2 separate regions of the Mus musculus genome follow, and region 1 is linked to region 2. Evidence: chromatin contacts called from public HiChIP or PLAC-seq data. All regions are on one chromosome and are shown on one strand. The core of a region is the stretch at or near the end of the contact, and the rest is flanking DNA. Distances in the headings are between cores, read along the strand shown.

Region 1 (5,712 bases), core at 1,714-4,213, 68 kb before region 2:
CCCTTCCCCTGTGCATATAGCTTCTACCTCCCCAGCAACTACAAGGTCCTTGGGGTAGAGGTTTTTCATGGTTTTTCCATGGGACCCTGGAGCCTTGGCTATGACAATTCCCGCTGATCCAGTCTCCCGATAAATAGATGAATGCTGGTGTACAAGATTGACTACAGGGGAGAGACTGGAGGTAGGAAGGGCAGCTGAGGATACTGCTGGTCTCCATTGAGCCCAAAAGACAAAAACCTAGGAGGCAGGTGAATGGAGATGGGGAAGGGGGCAGTGGCTAGAAAACTGAGGCTGATGGTCCAGGGAGGACACTGCTCTGTCCTGTGCTCTCTGGACCCTCTTCCAAAGCACATGGGTAACCTGAGAGAAAGCATCAGGGACAAAGTTGAGGGGTCACCAAGGTTCTGGGTGCAATGGAAATAGTATTTACTGGTTTATGTGACTTTAGTATATCTAAGAAAATAAACAGTTCCCCTGAGCAAAAATTATTGTATAAAGGATATATATACACATATACATATATATATACATATACATATACATACATACATACATATACATATACATACACATACACATACACATACACATACACATACATATACATACATACATATATACATACAAACAAACAAAGCTGGGTATGATGGTATACTTTAATTCCAGCTACTTAGGAGGCTGAGATGGGTCCGTCATTTTAACTGAGTTCAGAACCAACCTTGCTGGGCTGCAGAGACGGTCCAGCCGTTAGGCACATGTTCTGATTCTGCAGAGGACCCCAGTTCCACCCCGCAGAATCCATCCGGGCTCACAACCCCCTGTAAGTTCTCAGCTACAATGCTAGCTGAACCCTCTGGTCTCAGACACTGGCACTGATGAGAACATACTCATACATGCATACACATTAATAATAAAATAAAACTTTTAAGTTCAACCTTGGAAATACGTTGAGACTAGCTCACACAAAGAGTGACAAAAGAGCTGGGCCTGGTACCCCAGCCCCACAATTCCAGCTCCCTGGCAGGGGCAAGAGGGGCAGAGGGGCAAGATGGGCAAGATGGGCAGAGGGAGGATGGTTAAAAGTTCAAAGCCTGCCTGGGCCATAGACTACTGAGTGAATTCAAGGCTAGCTTAGACAACTTAGTGAGACCCTGTCTCAAACAAACAAACAAACAAAACAGACTAGGGAACATATTTCCATGATACAGTACTTACCCAGTACATGAGGCTCTAGGACCAATCCCCAGCACCCAGGGTAGTTGGGGTGTGGAGGGGAGTACGCAGCTATGTCACCATTCAGCCATAGGAACTGGGGCTCCAGTTGGTTGGCAGGGTGTTTGCCCAGCATGCAGGAAGTCCTGGGTTCTGACTCCAGCACTCCCTAAAGCCAGAGAGATGTTGCTCACCTGGAATCCCAGTATTGGGAGTAGAAGCAGGAGGATCCAGAGTTCAGAGTTATCCTTGGCCTCACAGTAAGTGTGAGGTTGACCTGGGCTTAATGAGGGAAGTGAGGGCGGCTGGGAAGTTGAGGTTGACTTCCCAGGGATTAGATTGCACTGTCCATGTGCTACGGTGTCCTTTACATAAGAAGAAAGAAGAAAGGAAAGGCAATGTGATATTATACTAGGAACCTTTCAGGTTATATAAACACAATCACAAATACTTATATTTATAAACTGTATCCACATGAAAATATTTAAAATATTCTACATTCGTACATGAAGTCAAAATTTAAAAATGCATACGGCACAAATTTGTAGGCACTGTCGGTGAGATGGTGAGATGGGAGTCACAGTTTTACAGCTTGCTTTTCGCTCACTTAAGCATATGCGGTGAGCACAGGGGTGCTTTTATAAACCCAAAGGGCCGTTTGCAAAGATAACCTTTGGGATAAACAGGAAGGCAGGGATGATATATGAGTGTGAAGTGAGCTCTGTGGTTTTGATAAATATTATTAAAGTAAATAAACCTTAGCTGTGCTGCCAGGGTAGGTGCTCATTAGCTGTGAGCAAGGCCACTAACACAGAGTCCTGGAAGGCTGCTGTTTGACGGAGCCACTGAAGTCATCCAACTCAATCCCCTTACTTTCCTGCCAAGAAGCTACAAGCCCAAAGTCATTACAGAACCTACCTAAGGAGGTGCCACAGGAGGGGCAGCCCAGGCCTAATAACCTGCTATCCCTGCAAAACTCACAAGGCTGTGGCAGGAGATTCCCAAACTCAGGACCTGAATAGGCTACAGAGTGAATTCAAGGCCAGTTGGGGGCATTCAGCGAGACCCTGTCTCAAAAGAAGCAAAAGGAAGGAAGGCTCGGGGTAGAGTACAGTGAAAGCATTCGCCTAGGAAGCGCGAGGCTCTGGATTCAACCCTCAGCACTAAAAACAGAAAGAGGAGGGGGAGGGGGAGGAGGAAGAGGAGAAGGAAGAGGAGGAGGAAGAATAGGAGGAGGAGGAAGGGGAAGAGAAAGAAGGAGAGAGGGAAGAGGAGGTAGAGGAGAAAGAGGAAAAGAAGGAAGACAAAGAAAAGACAAAATAAGAAAAGGAAGGAAGAAATGGGTGCTGGATAGATGGCTCAGAGCACACAAGGCTATCCTAGAGGACCCGAGTTCAGTTCCCACCACCCGTGTTAGAAAGGCTCACAACAGCATATAACTCCAGCTCTAAGGGAATCTGTCGTCTCTGGCCACCACAGGCAGCTACACTCATGTACACAGACACAGGCACACACATACCTAATTAGAAATCAGAAAAGCTGGACGGAGAAGCCAAGCCCCTGACCCCAGCCTATGCTCTCGACCCTGACTGACTGCCTTGATTGATTGACGTGATGTAGTCAAAGCAAACTCACATGAAACACAGAGCAGAGGGTCACGTGGCCTGTTCTGTGAGAAAGGACAAAGCAGCTATAGCTCCCTTGTGGGTCACAGCAGGCTTAAGAGAAAACACACAGAAGCCGCGGTCATGTGTCTGCATATAGAAAGGGCAGAGGAAGCGCGAGCCACCAAGCTCTTCCACAGCAGGAAGGCCCTGCCCAGTAACCTTTAAAAGGAGCTTGAGGTTGCAGCAGGCATGGGTAAGGGAAGAAGACTAAGAGGAAAGCCATGGAGGCTAGGCCAGCCTTGTCTACTCGATGGGCAGTGACCAACAGACCAAAGACAGCCTGGTGAAGCTGTGGCCTCTTGGGACTTGAGGACTGTATGGCACTTTCAATAGAAGTACCCCCACCCCAAAATGTAGCAGTAAGATCATACCCATATTCCCTGGACCACCCACTTAGCCACTGAAGGTCTAGGAACGCTTCTCTTCTACATTAAAAATCCATCTTAATTATTATCAGCTGTTTATAGCAATGTGGGTTTATAATATATCAAGGCGAATTAAAATTAATTACAACAATCGCACGTACTTTTAAAGAAGGGAGTCACATGGGGGACTGCTATGTCTTTCATTCTCACAGAGTACAGAGGTGGCATTGTTTGAAATTAATGATAAGGAGTGTATTGTAAATCTTAGCTAAACTATATTATATTATGATTCATCTTATATAATATATAACCAGGTTGGGTAGTACAGATCTTAATCTCAGTGCTTGTGAGTTCAAGGCCAGCCTGATCTGCATAGAGAGATCAGACCAACCAGGGCTGATGCATAAAGAAAATATGAAATCATGTAAATAGTCAATGTATGTAAAAGAAGGTAAATAGACAAGACATAAACAGAAGACAAATAGCACGTGGAAGATTTAACATAAGTAGTTCAGAAGAGGAAAGAAAGTCATACTATTTGTTACAGAATAACTCTGAGGGCCAAGGACCAATCTCAGCGGTGAGATCCCCTGCCTGGTGCACAGCAGCGGTGAGATCCCCTGCCTGGCGCACACCAGCGGTGAGATCCCCTGCCTGGTAGGTACACACCAGGACCAACATTTGCTTTCCTGTAAAACAACAGTGACCAGGAACAGCAAAACAAAACAAAACAAAACAAACACCCCCAGAAACCCTCCAAATATAAATACACAAGTTAAAAGTAAAGGGGCTGACCTGGGCATGGCGGCACGTGACTTTAATCCCAGCATCTGGAGGGAGGCAAGTGCATGCAGTTCTCTAGGTTCAAGACTAGCTTGGTCTATACAGCAAGCTCCAGCACAGACAGGTCTACATAGACTCTTTCTCAAAACAAAACCAACATAAAAGCAACAGGGTTGGGGAGACAGCTCAGCAATTAAAGAGCACAGCTGCTCTGCAGAGAACTGGGGTTCCATTCCTAGCAACCACATGGAGGCTAACAACCATTTGTAACTCCAGTTCCAGGGTGTCTGACACCCACTTTTGGCTTCAGAGGGCACGGCATGAGTGTGGTGCACGTATGTACATACATAGAAGCAAAACACCTATACGCATGAAATGAAAGTATCTTAAAAGAATGTTAAATGTTAATGCCTAAAGTCAAATGTTCATGTCATGCCAGGCATGTGAGACCTGCCTGTGCTCTAACTACTCAGGAGGCTGAGAACAGAAGGATTACAAGTTTATCCAGTTTGAGTAACATGGCAAGATTCTCCCTATGACACACAGGCATCTAGGCACATACATAGGTACAATATGTGTGTGTTTGTGTGTACCATGAAAACACGAATGTAATATCGACCATGATCTAAACATTTTAAGGAATATTACAGGGGCATTTCCTAATAATAATGAAGGGGTGAATTTATCCAGAAGACACATCAAGCAAAACTTCAGCATTCATGAAGCCAACACCAACAGAACCAGAAAGAGAAGTATTCAAATTCCAGGGTTAGTTGGACATGTGTACTTCTCAGTAACTGATGCTGTATCAGACAGAAAGCCAGGAAAGAGGAGAGAGGAGGAGGAGGAGGAGGAGGAGGAGCTAAGTATGCCCAGTTTTCCTTGTATGATTTTCTGTTAATAGTCCCTGCTTCCATGTCTCATAAGAAAACCCAGGAAATGTCCATATAACATCTATGTCTAAACTGGCTAGTTTTATGCCAACTTGACATAAGTTAGAATTATCTGAAAGTATGTGTGTGAGGAGGGAGGGGGACCTCAATTGAGAAAAACGTACCTCTATGAGATCTAGGGTGTTTTCTTAACTAGTGATTAATGGGGAAACATCCAGCCCATCGTGGGTGGAGCCATCCCTGGACTGGTGGTCCTGGGTTCTATGAGAAATCAGGCTGAGCAAGCCATGATGAGCAAGCCAGTAAGCAGCACCCCACCACCACCACCACCACCACCACACACACACACATACACACACACCATGGCCTGTGCATCAACTCCTGCCTCCAGGTTCCTGCCCTGCTTGACTTCCTGTCCTGACTTCCTTCAGTGATGGGGTGTGTCATGGCAGCAATAGAAACCCTGAGACAGCCAGTGTTGAACTAACTACTCAGCCATGTCACATAAGCCACCTAATAAGCACCTTTTAAATAATATGTTCATGTTATTTTGATCTCACTCCAAGAGCCTTGTCTAATATTACTGAGAACTTGGCCAAATCTACAAGTAACCCATCACGTCAATGAATCAGAGAGAGAGAGAGAGAGAGAGAGAGAGAGAGAGAGAGAGAGAGAGAGAGAGAGAGAATCAGTTATTTCTGCTTTCTGAAACCTCCGTACCCGACAGAGACTTAAGGGAGGAAATGCTTATGTTGTCCTTCATGGCAGGAGGCCTTGCTAGAAGGTAGCATG
Region 2 (5,865 bases), core at 2,811-5,310:
GGCACACTAAGCGGTGGACACGGCTCGAGGGAAGTCACTGAGGCAGGAAAAATGTGGAGTAGAGAAGCAGGTGATCTGATGTGCTTACAGTGTAGGGTGGGTTTGGGGACACAGGACAGGTTTGCTGTGACTCCTTTGTTCAGTGGGCGTTGGAAAAAGACCAAGAAAACCCAACAGTGGAACAAGGAAGCAGATGTGGCTTTAGGAAGGCTTTGGGGACAGAGAGCTGGATAGATTCATTGGAAGCTGAGCTAGGAGCTGATCTGACCTGGGGGATAGCGCAGTGAGCCACACTGCTTCTCTGGAGCAGTTTGTTCGTTTTCAAAATGGCGATTCTCCTTTGAGTCTCCCCAGTATCTGCCCCGGGTTGCTGTGAAGACAATAACAGCAGCAGCAGAGATGGAGAAAGCATTGGTAGGCTCCAGGTGACAGAAACAGAATGGGGGTAGTTGCTGGGTACCGTGCAACCACAAGTCACACTAGCTAGAGATCCCGGCGGCATAGCTACAAGACATGGGGGCATTACAGAAAATATATGCCCAGGGATAGAAGGGGTTCAGTTCCCCAGAGGCATCTGCATTTGAACTGAGAGAAGAGACAGGGGACTCCATCCAGGGCATCATGTCCCACGGACACATCTGCTTCTCCATCCAAAAGGGCTCAGTGGACTGACTCTGGCTTCTATGCACCTCCAAGGTACCTTACCCTGAGCAGCACCTGGTGTGTGTCTTGTCCAACCCGTCTCAGCCTCTTCTGCAGAATAGAGATGATGTAACCAGAGGAGCTCAGACTCCCTGGGCTCCAGAACCAGGGGTACCTGCAGAGGATCTTGTAGGATGTCCATTCCAGATGGATGCTCTTGTGTTATCTTCCTAAAAGGTCTCAAGATTGGGTTTGATCCACCATACCAGAGAGGTCCAAACATCCACCCACACACAACAGGACAGAGCCCTGGGCCTCCCTGCAACGCTCTTGCTACTCAACACTCAAGCATTGTCCTCTCTCTCTCTCTCTCCCCACAAGGTCCAGTTGAATCCAGAGGAAGGAATTTGCGGGGGAGGGAGAAACTGGACTCTCTCCCTCACCAGCAAAGCCTGAGCCTCTCTAGAAAAGCCACCCCCTTAGGAATGAGCAAGCCTCAGGCCTGACTGCTTGTCCCTCCAACAGTGTGACACTCCTCTGCCAGAAATGTTTCCCGGTGAGCTCACCTTGCCCTTACATAACAAGTCTGTTCGGGTGCTGAGCTCCGGCTACTCAGTCTTAGAAGACAGTTCAGCTCCTGTCTGAGGGAAATGTACATAGTAAAGGCAGGGAGAGCCCTTGGCATCTCAGGTTCGAGTCTAAAGCCCAACTTCTCCACACTACTGCCCATGGACAAGACTACAGCAACATTAAAGATCTCAACTGGCTTGGCTTTGTGGTTCTAGAATCGGGAGACACTTGATTCCATAGACTAGAGCAAGGGTTCTGCCGGGACTGGCTGAGGCTGGAGACTGGTTTTCTAGATGAGTGGCTGAGGAAGCAGAAACAAAGAAGAGAGACCAGACTGCTCATCTGCAAGCTATCTTCCCTGTAGGCTGGGACAGGAAGACAGAACAATAGAGAGCCAGATGATTATCATTCCACTACGTTTTGTAAGAACTAAAGGATGAACAGGTCACGGCAGTGGGAACTCCTCGGCCATGCCAGCCATTGAGAGAACTCAGCTTTCCCGTTCTGCTCTTTCAGAAGGCCAGGGAACAACTGGATTTTAGAACTCTATTAAGCCTGGGTAATCCCATTTTCATTTTAATCCAGTCTGTTGGGCCCAACTCGGGAACCTCGTGTATAAAACAAGGGCCTACGGGGCTAGCGAGGTGACCCGGTGGGTAAAGTGTGCAAGGCTAACAAACTGAGTTCCATCCTCAGAGCTCACAGTGGAAGAAGGAGAGACTTCAGAGTCACTGTGGCATGTTTGTGTGCACATATGCACACATGTGCACCCTCCACCATACACATACATACACAAGAGTAGACAGATACCACACTCTGGCTCCTCTGTCCCCAGGCTGCTATGTCCAAGTGTGTATCTGACCAGTACTAACCTTGCTCAAGGATAGCCCAGTTTTATGGAGGAAACTGCCCCTTGGAGAGGAGATCACACTTCTGTTTTACATCTGTGTATTAAAGGTCCCACTTGGCTATGTGGGACTCAAGGGGCCATGTCCTTGGCTCTGGAATGACCAGACCTTCTTTTCTGTTTTCTAATTGTTTTTTTCTTTTAGTAAGTCATTTCATCTTTCCTCATCAGTTTCAAGGGACCCACCGCACGTGTGTGTGTGTGTGTGTGTGTGTGTGTGTGTGTGCGCGCGTGTGTGCAGGTGCACATATTCATGAGACCAGAGATGTGTGCCGGTTGTCTTCCCCAGTCTCTATCTTAATTTTTGAGAAAGAGTCTCTCACCAAGCTCACTGATTTGGCTATTCGGCCCTTGGGAATCTTACTTTTTTGCTTTCTCAGCTATGAGATTACAGGAGCATATTGCTAAGCCTAGCTTTTACATGGCTTTGGCGAATCAGAACTTACGTCCCTGTGCCTGTGCAACACGACATGTCCTCAGATTCCACCCCCTGTCTGTTTTTTGTTGTTGATTTGTTTTGTTTTGTTGTGGTTGTTGTTTCAAGACATGGTTTCTCTTGTGTAGCACTGGCTGTCCTAGAACTCGCTCTGTAGAGCAGAATGGCCGCAAACTCACAGAGCTCAGTCTACATCTGTCTTCCCAGTGCTGGGATTAAAGGTATGTGCCACCACCATCCACCACCACCCCACATACACCCTCCTTTCTTTATTCTTTTGAAACAGTCTTGGGTAGTCCAGGCTGAATTCAAATTTAATATGTACCCTGATCTTTCGCCTCTACATCCCGAGTGCAGGAATTAAAGACATGTGCTGTAATACCCAGTTTTATATCATGTTGGGAGTTAAACCCAGGAGGACTTTGCAAATACTAGGCAGACTCCACCATTGGAGCTACATTCTTAGCCCAGGAAGTCACCACCCTAATGTCCTTGCCACCAATGCCTGCTTCAGGCCCTGCTAGCTTTTGTTTGTGTAATGAACAAGGAAGCCCTACCTCCCAGGTCTCCATTGTCTTGACCATAGCCACTCACCTTCCTCCCTGGCTGGAGTCAGAACTCTTTTTATTTTTACTTTGGATTTTGTTTACTTTTCAGTGTAAATCAAAGTTATGAGTGAGCACAGATCTAAGTCATTCACAGATGACTGGTCCTTCTCCAGAAGCAGCTACTTTCAACTCTCCGGGTTGTTTGTTGTTGTAGAGAAGATCTACATAGGTAGCTTAGACTGGCCTTGACCTTGGGATCCGATGCTCCTCCTCCAACCCACGGAGGACCAGGAGTACAGGTGGGCACCAGCATCCTGGATCTTTCAGAACCACACAAACACATGATGAGCTGAGAGCTACAGTGTAGACTGGAGTTTTTTCTTCACCTTTCCTTTCTTTTTAGGTAGACCCATAGATGACTGTGAGTAAGGCTGCTTGCCCCCATCTGACCACCTGACTTCAATATCTGAGACTCACATGATGGACGGAAAGGACTGATTCCTACAGGGACCTCCACACGTGCATTAATGCATGAACACACACACACACACACCACATAAAAACACAAAAAATAAATGTTTAAACAAATTAAACCTGCTTAGGCAGTTGCCACTCAAGGGGCAATATCAGGTATCCCAGCTCAGTTGACGCCAATCACATACATCATCAATTCTCTGCTCTTCTCCCCTCGGTCCCCTCCCCTCCCCTCCTCTCCTTTTCCATGTCCTGTCCCCTTCTCTCCCCTCCCCTCTTCTTTCCCTCCCCCCTTCTCCTCCCACCCTTCTCAGTACCAAGAATGGAACCTAGGGACCTCTGATGCCAAGCCCTGCCACCAACCACGCCTCCAACGCCTCAGCATTTTCCTCAGAAGCATTTGTGGTCAGGCTAACGGTAACTCAGCAAGAAGTCATGCTCTACAAACATCGCGAGCATATTCTTTCTGTATGTGTCCCGGGGGACACTGAGTGGTGGTTCTGAGGTGGGTTCCAGAGTCAGGGGGAGTGTTGTGACCTCAGCCTTGACCTCTGTGGCTAGTTGACCTTTAGTGAGTTGCACAGCCTCCGAAGCCTCAGCTTCCTTATTTATAAAGTAGAAGTAAAGGTCGGAGGCCCCTCACTGCACTGGCTGATGTGTGACAAGATGGCATACATGGTACAGGACACGGAAAAATGTGACAGTGTAGACATCAGCATGATGTAGGGTTGCCTGTTCACTCCTTTAGTGAGTATCCATCCCAGGATGCACAAAAGGATGCTCAAAATGTTCATGACTTCCAGAGAAGTCATCAGTCCATACCTGAGAGTCCAGCCCACCCGGGCCTCCTTTCCCAGCGCAGTAGATGCTCGGGCCTCAGCCAGGCACAGGAGGGTAGATGTGTGCATGAATACTGTCACTGCACACTAGGAAAAGAGACTGGTTGTCCTTGTCACACCTCTGTCTTCACAATCAGATGTCTTTAGTCACCACCCCACACCATGGATCTTTGTTCTGGTTAGTCTCACTTTCTTCTAAGTTTGCTCTATGGAGAAAAATTGACCATTCGACTCCTTTAACTCAGATAGACTATCTGCTAAGTCTATGAAAGTCAAGTGGAACAGAGTAGAAAAATTAAAATTTCACATATGCTTTCCGCCTTAGAGAAAACTTCTCTTGGCAAGGACTGTGTATCTTTCTAGGATATTTTTCTTCAATTAAAAGTAAAGATTTTTGGGGGGGGTGGTGGTCAGACATTATCATGAACACCTGCAGTCTCAGCACTTGGGAGGCAGAGGCAGGAGATTATAGGTTCAAGGCCAGTCTGGACGACATAGTTAGCTCCAGGTCAGCTAGGTTGCATAGTGAGAACTTGATTCAAAAATATGTTAGCATATATTGATTATGCATAGTGGGTTTATTATAATATTTTCATACATTTATGCAGTGTGTCTTGATGACATTCTTCCCATTTCCCACTCTTGCCCTTTCCAAGAGCAATTATCCCTCTCCTCTTCTTCATGTGTGTGCATGTATGTGTGGGTACATTTGTGGGAATGAGTGAAGGTCTGAGATTACACCACGAAAGAAGTCATTCTTCATTGCTCTCCTCCTCATTTTTCCAGACAATGTTTCTTACGGAAGCTGGAATTCGCTATCTAGGCTAACCTGCCGGCCCACAGATGCCTTTGAGATCTGCCTGTCTCTGTCCCCAAGCACTGGGGACAGAGACATGAGCGTTGTGCAGTGCCGTGCCTGCTTTTCACGTAGGCGCTAGGATTCTGAGCTCTGAATTTTGTACATCAGGAACTTTACCTACCTGAACACACCTCCCAGCCCCTCCCTCTGTTACCTGCTCACTTTTTTTTTTTTTTTGTTTTTTGAGACAGGGTTTCTCTGTATAGCCCTGGCTGTCCTGGAGCTCACGTTGTAGACCAGGCTGGCCTGGAACTCAGAAATCCCCCTGCCTCTGCCTCCCGAGTGCTGGGATTAAAGGCGTGCGCCAGCCACCACGTCCGGCTTTACCAGCTCACTTCTTGTCTATTTGCTTTGGTGATCCAGAAAGTTTGTCTACACTGGCTTAGATGAGCATGGGGGAGGGGCTATTTACACACACATAGGCGATTCAGAATCCTCACTTCTATGCTTCTATGCGTATGTGTGTATGTGTGCAAACACCGCATCCACTTGCTGAACATGTATCGTAACAAATGAGATCACAGTGGACCGTCAGCTCCGTGACTCGCTTTTCTGCATCATCTGAGTATCTCCACGGCACTCTGGGTGCC

Evidence for each region. HiChIP or PLAC-seq counts read pairs in DNA pulled down with a chosen protein or histone mark.
Region 1: a contact with region 2 is called in a CTCF HiChIP or PLAC-seq map of CD8 T cells, with 5 read pairs. The contact joins two enhancer-like sites. A contact is called at or near these places in 1 of 39 promoter capture datasets (pre-B cells), 1 of 15 datasets of contacts at CTCF or cohesin (CD8 T cells), 6 of 484 Hi-C or Micro-C datasets (the HL-1 cell line, the N1E-115 cell line, Th1 cells and 3 more), 8 of 115 datasets of contacts at active chromatin or transcription factors (the HPC-7 cell line, bone marrow-derived dendritic cells, double positive thymocytes and 5 more) and 3 of 9 other capture datasets (adipose tissue, liver and pancreatic islet).

Annotation. Positions count from the first base shown.
Region 1 is chr19:53,544,997-53,550,708 of GRCm38.p6, reverse strand. No RefSeq gene overlaps it. Among named protein-coding and RNA genes, the nearest start is that of Dusp5, 19 kb to the right of the region's middle. Within about 2 kb of position 2,963, at least 36 of the 459 cell types and tissues checked have an H3K27ac peak or open chromatin away from gene starts, as enhancers often do. A contact at or near this core is called in CD8 T cells, where this site is marked.
Region 2 is chr19:53,477,991-53,483,855 of GRCm38.p6, reverse strand. No RefSeq gene overlaps it. Among named protein-coding and RNA genes, the nearest start is that of Gm30826, 12 kb to the left of the region's middle. Within about 2 kb of position 4,060, at least 79 of the 459 cell types and tissues checked have an H3K27ac peak or open chromatin away from gene starts, as enhancers often do. A contact at or near this core is called in CD8 T cells, where this site is marked.